3 separate regions of the Zea mays genome follow, and all the other regions are linked to region 2. The links are chromatin contacts, called in public Hi-C maps. All regions are on one chromosome and are shown on one strand. The core of a region is the stretch at or near the end of the contact, and the rest is flanking DNA. Distances in the headings are between cores, read along the strand shown. Region 1 holds the start of LOC100274311. Region 2 holds the start of LOC606430 (deoxy xylulose synthase 2). Region 3 holds the start of LOC100279210 (Forkhead-associated (FHA) domain-containing protein).

What was found. Hi-C and Micro-C count contacts between places; a contact is called where the count stands out from the background.
Region 1: a Hi-C map of endosperm shows a contact between it and region 2, with 2.1 times the contacts expected there. The contact joins the promoter of LOC100274311 here to the promoter of LOC606430 in region 2. A contact is called at or near these places in 7 of 25 Hi-C or Micro-C datasets (bundle sheath, ear, endosperm and 3 more).
Region 3: a Hi-C map of leaf shows a contact between it and region 2, with 4 times the contacts expected there. The contact joins the promoter of LOC100279210 here to the promoter of LOC606430 in region 2. A contact is called at or near these places in 3 of 25 Hi-C or Micro-C datasets (ear, leaf and tassel).

Annotation. Positions count from the first base shown.
Region 1 is chr7:14,196,417-14,200,281 of Zm-B73-REFERENCE-NAM-5.0, reverse strand. LOC100274311 reads right to left here and starts at 1,839. Exons shown (of 19, transcript NM_001148674.1): 1 at 1,667-1,839; 2 at 1,479-1,573; 3 at 1,291-1,365; 4 at 1,037-1,198; 5 at 865-943; 6 at 333-487; 7 at 28-91. The coding sequence starts at 1,694. LOC103632072 (probable glycosyltransferase) reads right to left here. Exons shown (of 3, transcript XM_008653928.4): 3 at 2,806-3,747. The coding sequence ends at 3,049.
Region 2 is chr7:14,389,119-14,393,224 of Zm-B73-REFERENCE-NAM-5.0, reverse strand. It overlaps LOC606430 (deoxy xylulose synthase 2), which reads right to left and starts at 2,752. Exons shown (of 3, transcript NM_001308497.1): 1 at 2,446-2,752; 2 at 142-2,085; 3 at 1-25. The coding sequence starts at 2,538.
Region 3 is chr7:14,640,903-14,644,641 of Zm-B73-REFERENCE-NAM-5.0, reverse strand. It overlaps LOC100279210 (Forkhead-associated (FHA) domain-containing protein), which reads left to right and starts at 1,400. Exons shown (of 15, transcript NM_001350279.1): 1 at 1,400-1,462.

The sequences.
Region 1 (3,865 bases), core at 590-3,089, 190 kb after region 2:
ATGATGATGATAAAGTAAAAAAATCACCTGGGTCCTTTTCCGATGGCTTAAGAACAAAAGTATTGCCACACGTAACTGCTATGGGAAACATCTGCAGCCATTGAAAAATAAGAAACGTTCGAAGTGACCAAATATATTCTCTCTAGTTGAACAATTTCAGTGGAAAATAGCAGCAGAAATAATGACAGTGTATGGAATAGTACACTCATGAAAATAGCACAGGTCATGTTGAAGTAAGAATGCAAGGGTATAACATTCACATAGTTCAAATTGGTGCCAAGCCTTCTATTACAAACAAACTGACAGGGCAGAAAAGGTTAGGTTAGGCATACCCATAGGGGAATCATAGCAGGAAAATTAAATGGGCATATCCCAGCGCAAACACCAAGTGGCTCCCGAATGCTGAAGGTGTCAATCCCATTAGAAACATTTGATACATATTCGCCCATTTGCAGTGTTCCCATTCCACAAGCATGCTCCACCACCTCTGTATGATAAGGAGTTCAAAACCAAAGCGGTACGATAAATGGTCAGCATAAGAAAGAGTTCTATCGCAGAAAAAAGTCAACATTTGGAGCATATGAGCAGAGCATTTGAGGCTGCAATAAACAAATCAGCAGTAATATTGGCATTTCATGAAATCTAGACCTAGAAATCATGAGACCACATGTGAGACTGCACAAATAATTACCAGCATACATGAGAAAGCAAAGTTTTTCTGCCTGTTGTTGCAAAACTAAGATCTGAAATCAAGTGATGATTGAATTTTTCCTTTGGGTGATACGGAAACATTAAGATAATTGGTCCAGCTGTCTAACCAAATAAGAAAACCTAGTGCGTGCTTTCAATAATCTCGGGACTAACCTAGGCCGCGGAACACGTCGCCCCAAGCATCTTTTAGCGTCTTCCCCTGCTCCGTAGTGATGTTCTCTGCAAGCTTGTCCTGTAATCAGGAGGCCACGGCAGTCACCAAAACCAAGACCAGATAACATCAGAACGACACAATAAGGACGGTAATTGAACAAGGGATATTCACCATGTTAGCCCGGATGAGCTCCTGGAACTTGAACATGACGCGCTGCCGCGTCGTGACGGGCGTGTTCCGCCAGCCGGGGAAGGCCGTCCTGGCGGCATCGACGGCAGCTTTGAACTCATCGGCCGTGGTGAGCGGGATCCGGGACACCACCTCCTGCGTCGCCTGCGACAACCCCCACACATCCACCGTTGACCGTTCCAAATTCGATCAACCCGAAATCAAAAAAAAAATATTGGGAGGGAAGCAGGGCTCACGGGGTTGGTGACGTCGACGTGCTCGTCGGCGCGCGACTCGACGAACTCCCCGCCGATGAGGAGGCGCACCCTAGACTGGGGAGGAGGAATGCGAGAAGTCAAGCGGGACGAGGTGCCGAGCGCAGCACGCGCAATCAGACAGAAGCAGAGAACCGACTGGGGGACGGGGAGGAGCCGCGGGCACGTACCGGGGCGGAGGCAGGGCCGTTGGAGAGCCACGCTGCGGCGGCGGCGGCGGCGGTGGATAAGTGGGCCGTCGCCGGAGACCGGCGGAGCCCGGGGGCTGCGCGCGTGCGGGAGGGTGGGGTCAGTCGCTCGGTCAGTCAGGGAAAGGAATGCCCCGGCGCGACGGGGTGCAGCTGGGCCGCGCGCGTACCTGAGCGGAAGAGCGCCGAGCGGAGCATGGGTCGACGGCCGGTCGATCGGCGGCGGCGGCGCTTCCGGATTGGGGCGCGGAGTGGCTTGGCGTCCGAGGACGAGCCACCGGGTGGGAGTGGTTTGTTGGGCTCGTGGGTGACTGCGATGGATGTCGTCGTGCCTGTAATTTTGTATAGCGGCGGCGCCGGCGTCTCTGGGACCCACCTGGCAGAGAGAGATAGAGATCGTGGTTAGTGGTGACGAGACGGCGGCTAGCGTGATGAGTGTGCAGTGCGTCAGTCGGTCGGTGTCGTGCCTATCAGAATTTGCAATCAGCCGAAGTGCGAGCTGACGTTGCCGAACGTTAAGCACGACTAAATCATCACAACTCCTTTTAATCTAACGTCTCTAGTTGTTTGCTATATTTCCAACGTGGTGGTGTGTAGTGGTGAAAGATGTTATTTATAAATTAAATAATTAACTAGAGACGTTATATCTAAAATGAGCGGTGATAATTTAATATGTGTATTATGTGTAACAATCTTTCATGTGCACTAGATATGCCCTCTTTTCTTCGAGGATCAATTGAGTAATTGGAAGTATACAGATAGCTTGCAATTAGAATGTACGAATGATTTGCGTGTTGAGATCGGCTGGTTGTGGAGAGATTAGTTTTATAAAAGACTAATACAATGTCTATGTCGCATATATATCATTTGATTAGAATGTACGAATGATTTGCGTGTTGAGATCGGCTGGTTGTGGAGAGATTAGTTTTATAAAAGACTAATACAATGTCTATGTCGCATATATATCATTTGAGGGAGGTCTACTGTTGCTCGTTCGGGTTGACAATAGGCCATCGTTGTTAATAGGGCACCATATTTGATGAGTGACTGTCACAATCTATCTTAATCCTCTCATTTCAACTGTAGAACCGATCATATGGACAATGATAAAGTAGCTAGCTAAGAGATTGATGCATGATGATGAGAAACTAAATCGTCTCCTTGTCTTTCTCACCCATGAACGGTCAACGTAAAGCTATTTTTTATTATGACGACGGTGGTGAGCCTCCTGTCGTCTCGTGCATCACCATTCCCCTCCTCCGGATAATGGTGATGATGAGAGTAAGAGACTAGAAAAATACAAAACGGATTAGTAGTGTATAATACAGGGTACAAAAACCACCATACGCACTTCCTCTGATCGTACAGCGTGTATTAATTAGTAGTGTATAATACAGGGTACAAAAACCACTTGCACACCAAGATTCCTCCAACCTTCGTGTCAAAATGCAACCAACGCACGCTAGACTCAAAGATCAGACACGCATGACGCCTGCAAACTGTAAGCAAGATCCATCGTTACATTGGTCAGTGAGTCAGTCAGTCATGTGCATCATTCAGCTGCTGCGATCCTAACGTTGAGCCTCCTGAGCCAGACGGAGTGGAGGATCATGTGGAACGCGTCGTACCGGCGGGGCGGCCCGCCGTGCAGCATGAAGTGGCGGCGCACCATCCTCACCCGGCGCTGCATCCGGATGTACTGCCGCGGCGACACGGCCGCCAGGATCTCCTTGAGGCGGGGAATGTCGGCGACGCGCAGGCGCAGCGCGAAGGCGTCCCAGTCGAGCACGTCGGCGAAGGGCAGCGCGTACTCGCCGTCGTCCACCACGACGGGGACGCAGCCCAGGTACAGGGCCTCCGCCAGGCGCGGGGACGCCACCTCGTAGCCGCCGGGGCAGAGGCAGAAGCGGCTGCGCCGCATCATGTCCGCGTACGACGGCGCGCCGCCGCCGCGGGGCAGGTACTCGCTGACCCGCACGTCCGGGTCGCCTCCCCGCCGCCCGCCGGGGCCCCAGTGCGCCAGCAGCGCCGGCCGGACCGGCCCGTGGTTGCCGCCCGCGAAGAAGGCCAGGACCGGGCGCCGCGACGCCGACGGCCCGCCCACCTGCCGCTCCACCGCGTCGCTCCGCAGGTTGACCTGCGGCAGCGACACGTCCCTGGCCGGGTCGAACCCCTCCGACGTGTTGGCGTTGCACAGCACGCGGATGGAGTTGCCGAACAGCTGCGCGTTCGCCGACGACACGTACGGGCCCTGATGACGACGACAGTACGTACAGAGAATTAGAGGCAACAAGCCAACAAGTCATGGCTGTGTCTGTGGCCTGTGGCAGCTCGACGAGCGAGATGATGGATGTCGCGCAAAGCATGGA
Region 2 (4,106 bases), core at 1,503-4,002:
GGTCCGGCAGGAACATGGATCTCAGCTGCAAATTAATTAGCCGTACATGGACATGCATGGCATGGTTAGCCGCCAGCCAACGCCCAACGATAATAATTTTCAGTGACGTTGACTAGCTAGGACTAGGAGTAGCGTGCTTACTTTGAGGGGCCCGTCCAGGAGGCCGGTCAGGCTGAGGTAGTGGGCGACGTGGGAGCCGAACCCGCCGATGGATCCCTCCTCGGCGGTGATCAGCACCTCGTGCTCGGCGGCGAGCTCCCGGATCAGCGCCGTGTCCAGCGGCTTGCAGAACCGGGCGTCGGCCACCGTCACGTACACGTCGTGCTCCTTCAGCGCCTCCGCGGCCTTGAGGCACGCCTGCACCATGGCGCCGTACCCAAGGAGCGCCACCCGCGTGCCGCCGCCCACCAGCACCCTGCCCCTGCCCACCTCCAGCGCCACGCCCTTGTTCCCCGGCGGGAGCGCCGCGCCGACGCCGTTGCCGCGCGGGAACCTGAAGCAGCTGGGCCGGTCGTCGATGGCGGCCGCCGTCGCCACCATGTGCATCAGCTCCGCCTCGTCCGCGGGCGCCATCACCACCATGTTGGGCAGGCACGCCATGTACGCCACGTCGAAGGCGCCGCAGTGCGTGGGCCCGTCGGCGCCCACCAGCCCCGCCCGGTCCAGCGCGAACCGCACGGGCAGCCGCTGCAGGTCCACGTCGTGCACCACCTGGTCGTACCCGCGCTGCAGGAACGACGAGTAGATGGCGCAGAACGGCTTCAGCCCCTCCGCGGCCAGCCCCGCCGCGAACGTCACCGCGTGCTGCTCCGCGATGCCCACGTCGAAGCACCGCTCCGGGAACCGCTTCTGGAAGTAGTTCAGCCCCGTGCCGCCGCCCATGGCCGCGTGGATGGCCACCACCTTCTCGTCGCTCTCCGCCTCCCGGATCAGGGACTCCGCGAAGTACTGCGTGTACGACAGCGTCGGGGACTTGGACTTGAGCTGCCTCCCCGTAGCCGGCTCGAACTTCACCACGCCGTGCATCCGGTCCGCCGCCGCCTCCGCCGGCGGGTACCCCTTCCCTTTCTCCGTCACGATGTGGATCAGCACGGGCCCCGGCGCCGGCATCGACTTCACCTTCTCGAAGATGGTCACCAGGTCCTCCACGCAGTGCCCGTCCACGGGGCCGATGTAGTAGAGCCCGAGCTCCTCGAACAGCGACGACCCGGAGGCGCTGATCATGCCGCGCGCGTACTCGTCCACCTTGGCGGCCACCTCGTGCGTCGGCCCGCCGATCTGCTTCGTCACGGACTTGGCCGCCTCGCGGAGGCGCCGGAACTTGGTGCTGGACTGGAGCTTAGTCAGCGCCCGGCTCAGCGCGCCCACGGGCTTGGACGGCCCGTCCAGCGTGGCCGTCGGGAGCGACACCTGCTTGTTGTCGTTCAGCACCACGATCATGTTGGCGTCCAGGTAGCCCGAGTTGTTCATGGCCTCGTAGGCCTGGCCGGCCGTCATGGCGCCGTCGCCGATGACGGAGATCACGTGGTTCTTGCGCCCCAGGAGGTCCCGCGCCACGGCCATGCCCAGCGCCGCCGAGATGCTGGTGGAGCTGTGGCCGACCCCGAACGCGTCGTGCGCGCTCTCGTCGCGCTTGGGGAACCCCGCCAGCCCGGAGGTCTGGCGGATGGTGTGCATCCGCGACCGCCGCCCCGTCAGGATCTTGTGCGGGTACGCCTGGTGGCCCACGTCCCAGATGATCTTGTCCTCCGGGGTGTCGAACACGTGGTGCAGCGCCACCGACAGCTCCACAACGCCCAGGCTGGAGCTCAGGTGCCCGCCGGTCTTGGACACGGTGTGCACGACCTCCGCGCGGAGCTCCGCCGCCAGCTGCTCCAGCTCCAAGATCGACAGGTTCTTCATGTGGAGCGGGTAGTTCACGGTGTCCAGCAGCGGCGTCGGCGGCTTCTCGCCGGAGAAGTCGATCTTCCACGGTCCCGACGACGTGGCCGCCGCCGCCGGCTCCTTGGAAACCATCATCTTCCCACCATCGGCTCCGATGCTGCTACTGCTGCTGCCGCCGGCTACCTGAGCGCGCACCTGGAACTGCAGACACACGAGTCCAAAACCATGCCCCGTACATGCATGAGCACCGGCACCACATGATGCAGCAATGCAAAAAGGTTCGATTTTTAGGAAAAAAATTTGTTGCAGCCCGGCTGCAAACCAGGCTGTTTGCAGCCCCTCACAAAAAGGTGGATAGGCCCCACCTGCAGGTCCACCAGATAACGTTTTAGTTGTATTATTTATCTGCGGGTGGGACCTATCCTCCTTTTTGTGAGGGGCTGCAAACAGCCTGGTTTGCAGCCGGACTGCAACAAATTTTTTTCCGATTTTTAAGCGCAAGAAACAAACGGAGGAGCAACGTTCCCCAAGGCCGCGTCACGGGCCTGTAAGTGGCCGTACCTGACGCCGGCAGGAAGCGTTGGCGGTGGCCGGGACCGCACGGAACGCGGAAGGCGACGACGACGATGCCTGGAGCGCCATTATTGGAGACATGCGCGCAGCGAGTTCCTCTAGTTTAGCTAGCGTGCAAGATGCCGCTTGGTACAGCTAAGCTGTGTATTAATATGAACTGCGTGCTCCAGTAGCTGGAACTGAAGCTCGAGTAAGTAGCTCGACGGCGATGCCGCGCGCGCGCTGGGGCGAGGAGAGATGGAGGAGAGGAGGAGGATGAAGGCAAGGCGGGGCGTGAAGGAGAAGTGGAGGCGGAGGCGGGTTTATATAGGCACGACGCGCTAGAACGAAGTGGATCAAGAGAAAAGAGAAGTACACGTGGTGGGAACGAGAAGGGAAGGCGAGAAAATGAGGAGAGCTCAGTTTGGGGACGCTGCGATGCTTCTCGCGCGATTAATCGCCAATTGCGTCCAAGCATCGTAGGAGGGCCCTCCCTGTACAAAACATTAATACCCACTCGGTTCGAAATATATTTCTTTCTAAACTACTTTTTTTTCTGTCTATATTCATTTAGATAATAATAAACATTTAGATAATAATAAACATAGATATACATATAACACATACATATAAAATATGTTCATAGGTTAATTAATAAATATATATTTAATCTAAAATCAATTATATTTTAGAAGGGAGAGATTAGTATGTATACGTGTACATATAATATAACAACGAATAAATGTTATATCGGATACATAATATTTATTTAAAAATCATTTTTCTTTTAGTGTTTCTAAAATAATATTTTAATGATGTTTTTATTCAATCTTCTCGAATATTTTATTGTCACCTAGTTAGTTACCCGCATTCCTACTATTTCTATATATCATATAGGTAGACTTTGCTTACATGAGATATTTATTCAAACAAGATTATATTTTTATATTTACAATATCTCTCCTTAAACCTTAGTATATCACAAACAGCCACACGTTGCAATGGTGGAAGATCGGTGCTTCCTTCTGGGGGTGTTGGAGTTTAAATCCCCCTTGCCCCTCATTTTTTACGGTTGCATTAAGAAAATAATTATATTGTGTTAGAAAAATTAGAATGTAAATAGGGCACATTTTCTTGTAGGAAAAAAATCTTAGAGGAAACTCAACTCCACGCATAGGTCACTTGTATCAATTCAGATGTCCATCTAATCATGGTGCTTTAGAAAATTTAGAATGTAAATAGGGCACATTTTCTTGTAGAAAAATTCTTGGAGGAAACACAATTCCAAGAATAGGTCACTTGTATCAAATCAGATTGTTTGTCTCTTTTAAGTGCTACATTTTAAGTGCTACCGTAAGATGGTGACAACAAGATCTAAAGTTTTTTTATCGAATGACTCCAATGCACCAGAGGTAAAAAAGGAAATCAAATATTTTTTTCGATAATCTTAATATTGTTTACATCTTCTTATAAGCAAAGAAATAGATTGATTAACAAGAAGAATAGATCGATTTCAATGTTCTCACGATTCTAGGCCACATTAGCCATTTTTTTATAAAAAATAATATTTATATTTGTAATATATATGAATTGCTATAAATTTTGAGGATCTAGGATTTTGGAGCCTTGGGCGGCCCATGGGACGTCCCTACTAAGCAGCACTACAAATG
Region 3 (3,739 bases), core at 151-2,650, 250 kb before region 2:
GTCCACGCGGGTGAGGGAAGCGAGCGGCTCCGAGCGAGCGCCTGTCTCGTCCTCGTCCCCGCGCGGTCAACCTCCTCTAAGAGGGCCCTGGTCCTTCCTTTTATAGGCGTAAGGAGAGGATCCAGGTGTACAACGGGGGGTGTAGCAGAGTGCTACGTGTCTAGCGGGGGAGAGCTAGCGCCCTAAGTACATGCCGATGTGGCAGCTGGAGAGATTTTGACACCCAGCTGGTGTGATGTCGTGGCCGTCGTAGGAGCGATGGAGCCTGGCGGAGGGACAGCTGTCGGAGCGGTTGAGTCCTTGCTGACGTCCTCTTGCTTCCGTAAGGGGGCTGAGAGCCGCCGTCGTCACAGAGCATGCGGGGCGCCATCATTGCCTATCTGGCGGAGCTAGCCAGATGGGACACCGGTCTTGTTCCCTGCGGCCCGAGTCAGCTCGGGGTAGGGTGATGATGGCGCTTCCTGTTGACGTGGCTGGCCTGCGCCCTAGGTTAGGCGATGTGGAGGCTCCTCCGAAGCCGAGGTCGAGTCTGTCTTCCATGGCCGAGGCCGAGTCCGAGCCCCTGGGTCGGGCGAGGCGGAGGTCGTCGGCAGAGGCTAGGGCGGAGTCCGAGCCCTGGGGTCGGGCGAAGCGGAGTTCGTCGTCTTCTGGGGCTGAGCCCGAGTCCGAGCCCTGGGTCGGGCGGAGCGGAGTTCGCCGTCTTCCGGGACTTAGCCCGAGTCCGAGCCCTGGGTCGGGCGGAGCGGAGTTCGCCGTCTTCCGGGACTTAGCCCGAGTCCGAGCCCTGGGTCGGGCGGAGCGGAGCTTCCTATGGTGCCTTTGGCAGGGCCTGACTGCCTGTCAGTCTCACTCTGTCAAGTGGTACTGCAGTCGGAGTGGCGCAGGCGGCGCTGTCCTTCTGTCAGGCCGGTCAATGGAGCGGCGAAGTGACGGCGGTCACTTCGGCTCTGCCGGGGGGCGCGCGTCAGGATAAAGGTGTCAGGCTACCTTTGCATTAAATGCTTCTGCGACTTGGTCGGTCGGTGCGGTGATTTAGTCAAGGTTGCTTCTTAGCGAAGGCAGGGCCTCGGGCGAGCCGGAAATATGTTCGCCGTTGGAGGGGGGCCTCGGGCGAGACGGAAATCCTCCGGAGTCGGCTGCCCTTGTCCGAGGCTAGGCTCGAGCGAGGCGTGATCGAGTCGCTCGAATGGACTGATCCCTGACTTAATCGCACCCATCAGGCCTTTGCAGCTTTATGCTGATGGGGGTTACCAGCTGAGAATTAGTAGTCTTGAGGGTACCCCTAATTATGGTCCCCGACAGTTCTATACTGCTGTCTTCCTCATCCATTTCTGCTTCCTCTGCTGTAACTACTACTAGTTCTTAGTTGAATCAATACCTATTGTGAGTAGGTCGCTGACTGGTAGCCGCCTCGGGCGTGGCGGGATGGACCGTGGAGGACGACGTCCTCCTCGCCATCGAGGTAATCTAACCCGCCCTGCCTAGACCCGATCATCATCCCTCCCCCCCCTCTCGAAAACCCCGCGAACTACGCAGGAACGCTACGCCCTCACGCGCTGCTCCTGCCGGCGCAGAATTTTGGTCCTGTGTTCCACTAACTTCCCGCCCCGCTCCGGCCGGCGGCCGCCTTCCCTGGGCCGAGCGCCACCGTCCCAGGATAGTCCGCTATCGTCGTCTCCATCGCGTTCGATTCGTGGTTCGTCTGATTTCAGTATTGCTGAATTTTGGGTTCGCATTGCCGCCCCGTCGCTTGTGTGGCTTTGGATTTGATTGCTCGGCGAAAATTTGAGAATACGATCGTCCCCTCCGCCCGCAACACTCATCTAAGTGAAGATTTCCTGTAGATTATTTGGGCTTCTGTTTTACGCGGGGGCACCTGGGTTGCTGAACCGCTGCCTTATACGAGTGTCCTGTTGGTTCGCGTTATTCGCGCTCTGTAATTGATAAATTTGCGTCGTTGCTTGCTGCAGTGCTGCTAAATCCCGGGTCTGATTTATGTTACTCAGTAGCCTAGCTACTGGATTTAGTGTCTTGAGCTTCCGTACAGAGGATTTAAGATCCTTGTTCAACAATGTGGCAAGTTGGCAACATACCTGAATTCATGTTTGTAGAAGTGAACAACGTAGGAACACAACTTTAACACCTGAGGTCGATTCAGTTCACTGAAATGATCAACTTATCCTGTCTGTCCCATTCCTACCACATTTCATGCTATTTTTCCAGCTTGTAACTTTCAGGAACGGGTTAGGCCATTCTCAATGGGAGTTTCATACTCATTAAATACGGTGACACATCATCATACTTGGTGACATGACAATTCATTTAAGAGGGGAGATATAGAGAGTTTTATGGGAGATGGTAGAGTTTCACGAGGATGAAACTCTGCATACACGGTTACCTAGTTTAAATCTGATGTGGCAGCATTGAAAACAGTGCATTGAAACTCATTATTAAGAATGACATGGTTACTTCTGAAACAATTATTCTCCTGTAGTTGCATTTAATAATTAGATACATCAAAAGGTTGAGCAGTTATTGATGTCCCTATTTGATACATTAGAGAAGTGTTTTGGTACTGACATGTTTGATTTAGGGTCTGTTTAGGTCGCATGTGCTAAACTGCTATTGGATGTTAAAGTTTAGCACTTCAGTTTGGGTCTCCAAGTGCTAAAGTTTAGCTAAAAGTGTAGTGCTAAACTTTAGCTAATATGCCTGGGCCTTCGAGGAGTGCGTAAGGGCGAATAGAGGAGCAGCGCAGCCTGGGACAGGGACCTGAGCGCGTATGGTGGAGAAGAGCGAGAGTGAGAAACATGAGCAAGATCACCGTCGACCAGGGTGACCGAGGTAATCGCCGCACAGGGAGATTGTATTTCCTTCGATGTCTAATTACACGCTACTGCTTCCCCTTTATAGATCAGGGTCGGCACCAACTGATAAGAGATAAACATGCTTAACAACTCCCTGGTATTATCTAGCTAACAACTCCCTGCTATTATATAGCAAACAACCCAACTATTATTTAGCTAATCCTTATCTGCTGGAACTTAAGAGTTATCTGCTGGAGCCGAGCTGCTGGCTTCACCGCCCCTGGTCTGGGTCCGGTACTCCCTCTGCTGCCTCCTAGTGTAGGTCTTCCCCACAAATGCATCTGCAACATTTCTCCCCTCCCGGAGAAACAAGTCGTCCGTGACCTGTATAGCTGGATACCGTAGTTGGAAATCCTCTAGCTGAACCTAGGATGCTTCTGCTGCTGGACGACCCACCCAGTGAACTAACACTTCCCACACGCCTCTGTTAAGCCTTGCCTTGGATACCTTCTCAGGTGTAGGTACCTCCCTGCCATGTAACAGATCTGGAAGAGGCACCACCTCATCTGGCAACTGCCCAATAATTTTTTATAGTGACACATGAAAAACATCATGATTTTTGCCTTCGGAGGGAGTTGCAATTTATAAGATACGTCCCCCACTAGCTGTGTAGCCTTGTAGGGCCCAAAGAAACGAGGTCCCAACTTGGATGTAGATGCTGGTGTCACGCCCACGGCTGACCTTTGCTGTAACCGGAGCCACACCCAATCCCCAACCTGGAATTTCACCTCCCGCTGAGTCTGGTCTTGGTACTGCTTCATTGTGACTTGGGCTTGGACCAGTCTCTCCTTGATTTCTGCTAAGAACTCATCCCGATCGTGAAGCTAGTCATCCACCGTAGCTACTCGCGCTTTCCCCGGCTGGTAAGGTAG